Linked DNA regions of Danio rerio: regions 2 and 3 are each linked to region 1. A link is a contact called in public HiCAR-type and HiChIP or PLAC-seq data. All regions are on one chromosome and are shown on one strand. The core of a region is the stretch at or near the end of the contact, and the rest is flanking DNA. Distances in the headings are between cores, read along the strand shown. Region 1 holds the start of actb2 (actin, beta 2). Region 2 holds the start of cpsf4 (cleavage and polyadenylation specific factor 4). Region 3 holds the start of slc29a4a (solute carrier family 29 member 4a).

What was found. HiCAR-type assays count read pairs that join an accessible place to other places. HiChIP or PLAC-seq counts read pairs in DNA pulled down with a chosen protein or histone mark.
Region 2: a HiCAR-type map of caudal fin shows a contact between it and region 1, with 4 times the contacts expected there. The contact joins the promoter of cpsf4 here to the promoter of actb2 in region 1. A contact is called at or near these places in 3 of 18 Hi-C or Micro-C datasets (caudal fin, hematopoietic stem cells and an unstated tissue) and 3 of 4 datasets of contacts at active chromatin or transcription factors (caudal fin, embryo and gastrula embryo).
Region 3: a contact with region 1 is called in an H3K4me3 HiChIP or PLAC-seq map of embryo, with 4 times the contacts expected there. The contact joins the promoter of slc29a4a here to the promoter of actb2 in region 1. A contact is called at or near these places in 1 of 18 Hi-C or Micro-C datasets (caudal fin) and 1 of 4 datasets of contacts at active chromatin or transcription factors (embryo).

What each region holds. Positions count from the first base shown.
Region 1 is chr3:39,483,859-39,486,986 of GRCz12tu, reverse strand. actb2 (actin, beta 2) reads left to right here and starts at 1,699. Exons shown (of 7, transcript NM_181601.5): 1 at 1,699-1,711; 2 at 2,937-3,026.
Region 2 is chr3:39,235,814-39,238,941 of GRCz12tu, reverse strand. cpsf4 (cleavage and polyadenylation specific factor 4) reads right to left here and starts at 1,660. Exons shown (of 8, transcript NM_131009.1): 1 at 1,265-1,660; 2 at 1,108-1,158; 3 at 862-1,014; 4 at 687-782. The coding sequence starts at 1,367.
Region 3 is chr3:39,261,804-39,264,931 of GRCz12tu, reverse strand. slc29a4a (solute carrier family 29 member 4a) reads right to left here and starts at 1,662. Exons shown (of 11, transcript NM_001362610.1): 1 at 1,444-1,662.

The DNA of each region.
Region 1 (3,128 bases), core at 450-2,949:
CACATTACATGATCAAAGATCATATTGAATATTCGGTTTATTCGTCAGAAGCCTATAGATTTGTTAAAAGTGTATTTTATAAACGGATGGTTTATAAAGACTAAGCTATTAATATATCAGACATTCATTAATACATCAAGACATCGATGTCAGGTAGGACAACAAATCACATCCATGTAATGAAATCTTGTTGAGTGGTATTGGTGCGTGGTTTCAGCATTTCATGTGCAATACGAGTAAGAATATTTTAACCAAGTATCGACCCAAAACCTGATACTGGTATCGGTGCATCCCTTATTATTATTATTATCAAAAACACACTTGTTTTATTTATGTGGGTGCCAAACAACAAACTATGAAATGCAGCATGACACGCCCAAAAAGTGTTCCTTTGAGAACAACTTCATAAATATGTTTCTTATCATTATGCATGAATGGTGTACTGGGAGAGCTTTGGTATCAGAATTGAGATAAGAGACTTTGGCATTCTAAAGGACAATGACATTATCACACTGACAGTCAACAACACTTTATTGCTCTGGAAATCTTATGTCATGGGGCAAAGCTGAGGTTCATTAGGACAGTACCTTATTTAGAGATGAATGGGAAGGCTGTAGTGGGCTGCTATCAGGGAAGGGTGGTGGTCCTCGGGGGAACTATGGACTCACAAAAGCACATCTGCTGTAACAAGATCCCCTGTGCAATCTACAAAAGTTACAAAGAGAAGCATGGTTGGTTAAAAAATAGAATTGACTGGATATGCTGAATGCATTGTTTGTTGTGTGTTACATCACATTAACCACAGATTGGTGCTAAATATTTGCTTATCTTATAAAAACCTGTGTGTTTATAAAGGGGGGTGTGGATGGATGCTTGGCATTCTTTGAAAAGATGTTGGGGGATGGAAGGAGGAGACCTTATTGATGAGTATCCAGTTTGCAGATAACAAGTTTTTAGACATTCATACTATGATGCTGTTTATGTCTGTTTTTTCTCATTTTTTCTATACACAAACAGCTATAAAACATTCACTTTTATATCTGATGCTGTATATTAAATTTCGTTGTATTTATTCTGTTTGCTCTGTTGGGTCATAGCTAGGGCCAGACAGAATCTGCTGACATTTTTTGCTTTTTCTGCAGAGAATTTTGTAAACAATCTGTGATTTATGCGAGATTTTTTCGGGAGTATCGTAACTAAAAACTTACTATATGAAATAAAAAAAAATAATACCTTTTTAACTTTTAATAAATATATACAATGCAAGTCCACCTAGATCCAATTATTTGGTCGACAAAGCAAGTCTCTCACATAATATATCTTCTAAAAGACAGAAAACATTACTTTCAGACCATATTGTAATCAAATGAACACTTTCATATTAGTCAATAATATTACGGAAATGTATTTAAAAACTGAATAAACATATATTTACACCTTTGTCTTTATTTCTAGAGTGCTTTTACAATGTAGATTGTGTCAAAGCAGCTTAACTTAGAGGATTAGTATAGTAAATTGAAACTGTGTCAGTCCATTTTTTAAGAGTTTAAGTTCAGTTCAGTTTAGTTCAGTGTGAGTTAATTTTTACTGCTGAGAGTCCAAACACTAAAGAGCAAATCCAAATACACAAGTCAATAAATAAACTCAATGATGGGCTAAAGATCTGGGGAAATCTGCAGATTTCTGTGCGCACAGATTCTGTGTGGGCCTAGTCATTACCTATACTCAACGTTTACTCTGAGAAACTTCCATATTTTAGAGGTAAAATGCTCAGAATTGTAAAAAGTCTTGTCAAAATACTTGGAATTTGCCAAAAACAAAATAAAAGTCACATCACCTCATTGTCCTTGGTATCAGCAAGCACTTTTAACACAATCAGCTGTTTTTGTTTATAACTCCCACTGAAGGCCATGTGCATTACTCCCAAGTTACACAGTAAAAAGTCACATGTAGTTTATCATGATCACTGCTGCTCAAGCACAGCTTTATCTGTTATTCAGTGTGGCAATATCTGAAATGTGTGCAAAATATTATTTATTGTAGCTGATCACCAACACTTTCAGTGTTTTTTTTTTCTACTTTTAATGAGAATTATGTTCTTAGGATTTATCCTTATAAACCTCTTTAAAAAGAAATGTTATGTCTGCATAGACACGACATGAAATTATGAACAGAAAATTTAACTATTTAAGATCAAGACTTGACATATAACATTTCTAATGAACATTAAACCTGAGGTAGGCCCACTTGCAAAAATGTAACTGCTATCACTCACTTTATACATCATTGTGTAACTTGTACACACAAAAATAGTGAAGCAATGTGGCATGGAATGCAGGTCCCATTCATTCAAAGTTATTAAAGCACTTTCTTAAAGTGCATTACTACTGAGCTAAGACCAGCTAGTTGCTCATACAACATACTACAAGTAGTGTCATCCTAATTTGGATAAAAAAAATGTCCATTTTATACATGGAAAAGTACTCATTAGATCCCCCATTGTTTGTATTACGGTATTTCGTGAACACAAGAGGTAAATGACCTACAGAGCTGCTGTTGTGTTAGATTGAAAACACAACACAGGATCATGGAGGCATCCATCATTATGACGCATTCTGCCACTTGTAACTCTGCACAGACTTTTTGAAAAGTTTAATTGAGTCTTGGCGTTGTCGCAGAAAAATACGAAAAATTCTGTGTTAAAATTTGCAAATAAAAATTCCAGTTTTATAGGAAATCGCCATGGCCTTGTTCTTTAACCAGTTAAGCTTCCCCTTCTTTCACTCTCAAGTTGCAAGAAGCAAGTGTAGCAATGTGCACGCGACAGCCGGGTGTGTGACGCTGGACCAATCAGAGCACAGAGCTCCGAAAGTTTACCTTTTATGGCTAGAGCCGGGTATGTGCCGTCATATAAAAGAGCGCGCCCAGCTTTTCAGCCTCACTTTGAGCTCCTCCACACGCAGCTAGTGCGGAATATCATCTGCTTGTAACCCATTCTCTTAAGTCGACAACCCCCCAAACCCAAGGTGAGTTGGTTTTACAGTTTTTAAGCGTTTAATTATAGTTTCTATCTATTAATGTTAAGTAAAATGTGTAAATGGATAAATATGATTTGATGAAGTCTTTAG
Region 2 (3,128 bases), core at 411-2,910, 250 kb after region 1:
TCTTTTAAATATTAATTTAAACATTCATTAAACTATGAGATCCTAGCTTGATCTAACAAAACTGTGTGTAATATATGTTGATGTAATCAAAATCAGCTTTCTGAAATAGTTCCTCAAGGCTCTGTGTTAGATTCAACCTTATTTTCAGTTTCTATTACCGGGTGACACATTCTACATCCTGCAGTATCATCATACAGTAAAGTTCTAAAGCTTTTAAGACTTTTTTAGGACTTTTAGTAGTTTTTTTTTCTAATATGAAAGACAATGGTTGCAGGTTTTCAGCATTCTTCAAGATATCTTCTTAGGTGTTCAACAGAAGAAAAACTCAGAGGTTTGAAACCGCTTGAGGGTGAGTAAATTGCATTTTTGGGTGAACTATCCCTTTAATTTCTACTTTTTAAACATTATTAGTTTAGTAAACTAGCTCAAGAGGCAAATATGAATAATTAATTATTATTAGTTATAATTAATTATAATATTTACATAAGCTATAGGCTTTTGCTTTATGTCTTTGGTTGACAATAAACTGTTACATTAGGGAGCTTTGTTGTTGTTAATATTGCTAATTATTTTAACTTTTTTCTACCCTGTAAAATGTTTTGACAAATCGCATATATATGTATGTGTGTATGTACGTATGAATGTATATGTATGTCAATATCTGGAAATTATAGCAAAAGACTTACCATGTTTACAAAAACCCCTATCATACCACGGGCAATCTTTAATCTTAGATTCTGGGTCAATGTGCAAGAATGGACACTCTTTATTACTGCACTCCCCTGCAAAACAATACAAACATTGTATTAGCATTATTAACAAACAAAATATAGATGGATGGATGGATATTACAATACTAACCAAATTTAGAGTAGAAATAACACTCGGGCATCTTAGTCATGTCGTACTCGTGTAAAAATTCACATTGATCTCCTTTCTTGCATAAGCCTCTAAGCCAATGCTTGCACACCACAGTCTTTTCTCCACTGATGTGTCTGAAGGGACACATTCCACCTGTCAAAAACGGGAAAGTTGAGTCATTGAGGGTCAATAATAATCTGATTTACACATGAACACTTCAACAAGCTTCTGAAATGCACAACTCACCTTTCATACAAGCAGCTCTCATGAAGTACTCGCATACAGCAGCGCCAGATTCTGGAAACAGAGAATATTTATCATTATTAAACTGTTTTCTGTGCTTAGTTAGTCTTATGTTTTGAAAAATAGACGAACATAAGCAAATATCCATCCATGAACTTACTATCCATTCCTGGAAATGGCAACGGCTGAGCGCCTAATTGTTGTTCAACAGCGATTTCAAGATCAAACTTGATGTGATCGACAGTGGCGATTAATTCCTGCATTTTGGAATTATATTGAGTATATTATTAATATTTTAACCAGCAGCTGAACCTCTTCTCGTTACAACACTTGATCAGAAAAGTAAAGCAAGTCTTAATGGCTAACAAGTTATCAGTTTGGCTTTGTTGTGGTTTAATATCAGACGTAAAAAAGAGAGAATGGCTGAAAAAGCACGCAGATATATTATCTATGTAAACGTTTTTTAATAAAGCGCAAGGGTGAACCGGTAAAGCAGAAAAACATTGTAAATAAACAGTTGGTTTCAGAAACGTCCACTTCCACAGCGCTGCTCGAGTGTGAACTCTGACCCACGAACTCTAGGCCATATAATCGATCACAGAGAATGGCGGTTTCTGGCAACGCGGGAGTGCACTTTATAATAGCTTATCTATACAACTTACAGTTTTGTATTGAAAGTGCATTTAAATGATGTATAATGTAATTTGACAATTTATTGTTAGAAGGCGACATATTTTAATAATGTGAAACGCTGTTGATCAGTGTGTTGGTTGTTGATTAAAAGGTCTGCTGTAGTCACTCGCGCCATGCAGCTTTATGAAGGAGTGCTGACAGTGGTGTGGTGTGGCAGGAGGTTCCTATTGACAAAGACAACTAGGATTTTAATGAGATAAATACGTTTATATGTTTAAAAAATATGATAAAATGTAGCTTTCATAAGTATAGATACAATCTAGAAGCTGTTTTTCCAAGAAATCGATATTAAATAGTGTTATTGGGAGCTTATTAAAACAATTTTCGAAACGTATGTTGCATTTCTACACTGTAAGAAAAACTATTTATACCCTTGGCTACTATTAATATTAAGATGGAGAGAAAACTTTTTTCAGCAGCATAAATCTGTTGTACATGATAAAATGAAAACCACGATAATCTCATTGATCAATATTGAGAAAATATCAGAATGATTTACAGTCATATTAAAACAAGAAAAGTTCAGATGGAAAAGCCTTTAAGTCCTATCTGAAATTTTCTTCTAAAATTTTTATTTTTTTCTGGATCCTGTGTTTATGACCAGTTATTTTACTTTATGATGATACATATTTCATTTTCACTGCTTTTAAAGTGAAATAACTGACCATAAAGGAGCAAAGTAAAATGCAAATTTTAGTAGAACACTTCAGATGGCACTTTTGCATCTGTACTCATATATTTGCTACTTTTTTACATTAGCTCAGCTGAATGAGTGTCCTGAACTTCAGAATTCCTAATCTGCAAAGTCTGGCCTACTTAAAATAAACAAATACATACATTTAAAGCATAAAATAACATTTTTTAAGACTTATTTCAAAGAAACCCCCATTTATCTTTTTTCCAAAAGCATCAGCTGTGTTTATTCTAATAAAAAAACAACAACTTAAGTGTCATTCTGAATCTTAAAAAAGAAAATACTATCAATGCATTAGCTGAAGCCCTATAGTTTCTCAGTTTTTAGTTTAAATACGCTGAAGGCGAAAGGGAAGCTAATTATAATACATCTGTATTGTAAATATGGATCATGTTACATTTATTGCAGTGATTTCAAAACAGTAGTTTCAATTGTTTTATAAAAGAAAACACTGTATAATGCAACAGCTTTGTAGCATTTGAAGCCATAGTTTCATGAATAAGAAATGCTTTTGTAAATATGGTGCATTTCAGATGTGAAATCAATAGCTGAGAAGTTGGTAAGGGAAAACTTAAATTTAAAAAAAAAAATTTAAAGGGTGTATGAGGAATTGTGTACCAAAAAATGAATTGGGAAA
Region 3 (3,128 bases), core at 413-2,912, 220 kb after region 1:
TGTGAAGTCAGCCATGCCATTTGACATTTCACTTTTGGCTACATACTGCAAAGTAATATTCTTTTCTATTTCTATTTGCATATGAATGCATGTGCATCACTACTCTCATGTATTGTCAAGGGATATATTGCATTTCTGTGTGGTTTATTTTAGGAAAGGACAGTCAGATGCTCTCAAAAAAAAATAAAAGAAAATCTATTTTCCTAATGCAAATCAGCCTCTTCCAGCAAGCAGAGCCTTGGCCAGGATGCCACATGATATTGAAATTTCTTTCGCCTTGGAAATCTGCCAATGTCTTTGAAGGAGGATGGGGCCAGCAGAGCACGACTGCTTCAAAAGAAAAGCAATCTTTGATATCAGTGTTACGTCACTGACTAGAGAGCGGCTGGGCACATTTTGTGCCTCGTCTGAGCGTGTTGCTTTGTGTAAATAGTGAATAAACCAACTGGAAATGTTCATCATCAACTGTCGATCATTTAACTTTGTAAGCAAACAAAGATGTACAACAGCATATTCACCAAGCTGTCGTGCGGTCCGTATTATCACAGTGACTCATGTTGTTTAACTAAGATATAGCATGTCAACATGCAAATACAAGGCAGGAGCAGCACCTGCTTCTGAACTGTCAAGACCTGTCAATCATTATAGACTCCTCCTATTTACTATTGATGAGCAGTAAAGACACAATAATAACATTTATAAATATATAATAAAATATTCAAAAGCTTTCTAATAGGACACAGAGAGCTGATGAATGCAGATGAACTATTGGAGAGGAAATTAAAAGACCCTGATTCCCATATGCATTGTTGTATATTTGTGTATAATAATGTTATAATAATTTAATAAGTGAAATTAGTGTGAGAATTTGAGATTTTACAAAACAAGTTGCAAGGCACTCCAAATGCAGTTTCTGTGAAAACTTTTGCACCTGTAAACCATGGTTTTATTGTAGTAAAAATGGAGTACTCGTGTATTCTGGAGTGTTGATTACATTTTCAGTACAACCATATTAATAAAAATGCCGTGGTTATAAACTATAGTTAGTTTAGCCATTAAACAAGGTTAATTTGTGGATATAATTGGTTTAACTACAATAAATACCTTAAACATTCTGGTTAGCTTACTTTTCATAAGGACAAAATATGCTAAATAAACTAATCTACTTAGCTAATATGTTAATCAACGCTAGCTGCAAGGCTAATAAAAACAGCTGTATATCAACGCACGCCTTCCCGTGGACACATCACTTTTCTTCTTATCAAAATGTTTTACTCGTGGGAGAAAACCTTATTATGTACACAAAAATCGATATCTGCTTTATTTACCGTCCCTTGCCTTGTTATCGCAGCACATATTTCCATTATTCATCTAGCAGCGCTCATGCATCATTTTAAGACAAAAGCGATCCAGTCATCAGACAGACAACAGGTTCAATCTTACCCCCGAACAGTCAGATGCGTCTTTGCGCTCTTATTCGCATGTTCCTCCGTGCAACCGTAAGCCTTCTTCTCTACACAGAAAACCGTTTCATCGTCCGTGTGGTGTTGTTTGGGTTCTCCGGTGTAAATATCCTCCTGCACAAGGTGAAGAGGAACAGAGCCGCTGTCATTCTCCCACCCACACAGCGTTTGAATCGGTCTGTGAGCCTCCAGTCTGTCAAGGCAACCGCTTTCATTAGGATACTGCTTTAAAGACGCACTTCAGGATTTTAGTTGCATGATGCATATCTATACAGCAATAAATAATGGACACAGAGTAAAAATATTTGAATATTTTAAAATTACATACATATGAGACTAATCATAAAACATTTTACGCAAAAAAAATATTTCGCAAAAATTTTCAACAACAAATAATAGATTGGAGTAATGTAGCTGAAAAGAAATTTATTCTTAGATCAAATAATAAAATAGGTGTACAGTTTTTTTTTTGTTTTTTTTTTTGAAGATGTAAATATGTTTGTTTAACCATAACAAACAGTTTTAGGCTAAGCCAGCACTTTCCCTATCCAATCTTTTTTATATGAAAACATGGAGTAATCTCAAAATACAACTTTGTGTACACTGACTGAACCAGACTGATACCATTGTAGTGGGTTGAGACATGGGCTGATGTGACATTATAATGACATTATATTTTCGCAAAATGTACAGATTGGCTGTACACACAAAAATGTCAAGGTTTTATTTTCCGATTTACCCATTCTGGGACCCAGTTTGAAAAAAATAGTTTCAGTCTCTCAATATGCTGGTTCGGTTTGGATAACACCTATACGACACAACATTTTTTGCATATACATCTACTTGTCATCCTTGTCATCTGCCTTAGATTTTGAAGTTTATTAATATGCCAAAGAGATCCATATACGACAAGAAGAGGATCTTTTGCAGTACTTCTAAAATTCATGCATATATTAATTTTAAAATGAAACACAGGGGATAAACATCAACAACAGACAAAATGAATACATTTTTAAATCCATCCATCTATTTTCATTTCAGGCCATGTAAGAACATTTTAAGTAAAATAAAAGTAAAATAAAACTATTTTAAATATGTGACAACTGTACAGACTCTAGGTATTAAATACTTATAGATTAAAACTAAACTGGAAACAGGTGTGCAACATAATCAGTAACTATGAAAAAAAGATATGAACATGTAAGCTGTATTAAAATTTAGTGGATGCATCCTATAAAGAACAGACATTCAAAGTGTATCTACTGAAGTCCACAGACTGAATTACTTTGGAAAATAGGATTGTCTACATGTGGTTGATTTGTTGCATAGCAACTTGAGACAAAATGCCATTGATGAGAAGCAGTCATTTTTATACTGGTCTTTTTAGATATTATTATTAAACTGACATTTAAACTCTCTAAAAACAAACAGTGTGTTCAAACTGTCTAAATTTGTAAGCCCTGGGTCCATTGCATCTCATAAAAATCATTTCATATTATATGTTGTTTGTATTTTTACCAGCTGTATTGACAGATATCCAACTTAACCGAAATGCAAAACTTACATTCAAAAGTGTGTACAAATCTTATTATTTATTTTATTTTAGTCGAAATGTACTGTTTTAAACAGCACACAATAAATTCTGGGATATTCTGAGCCATAAAG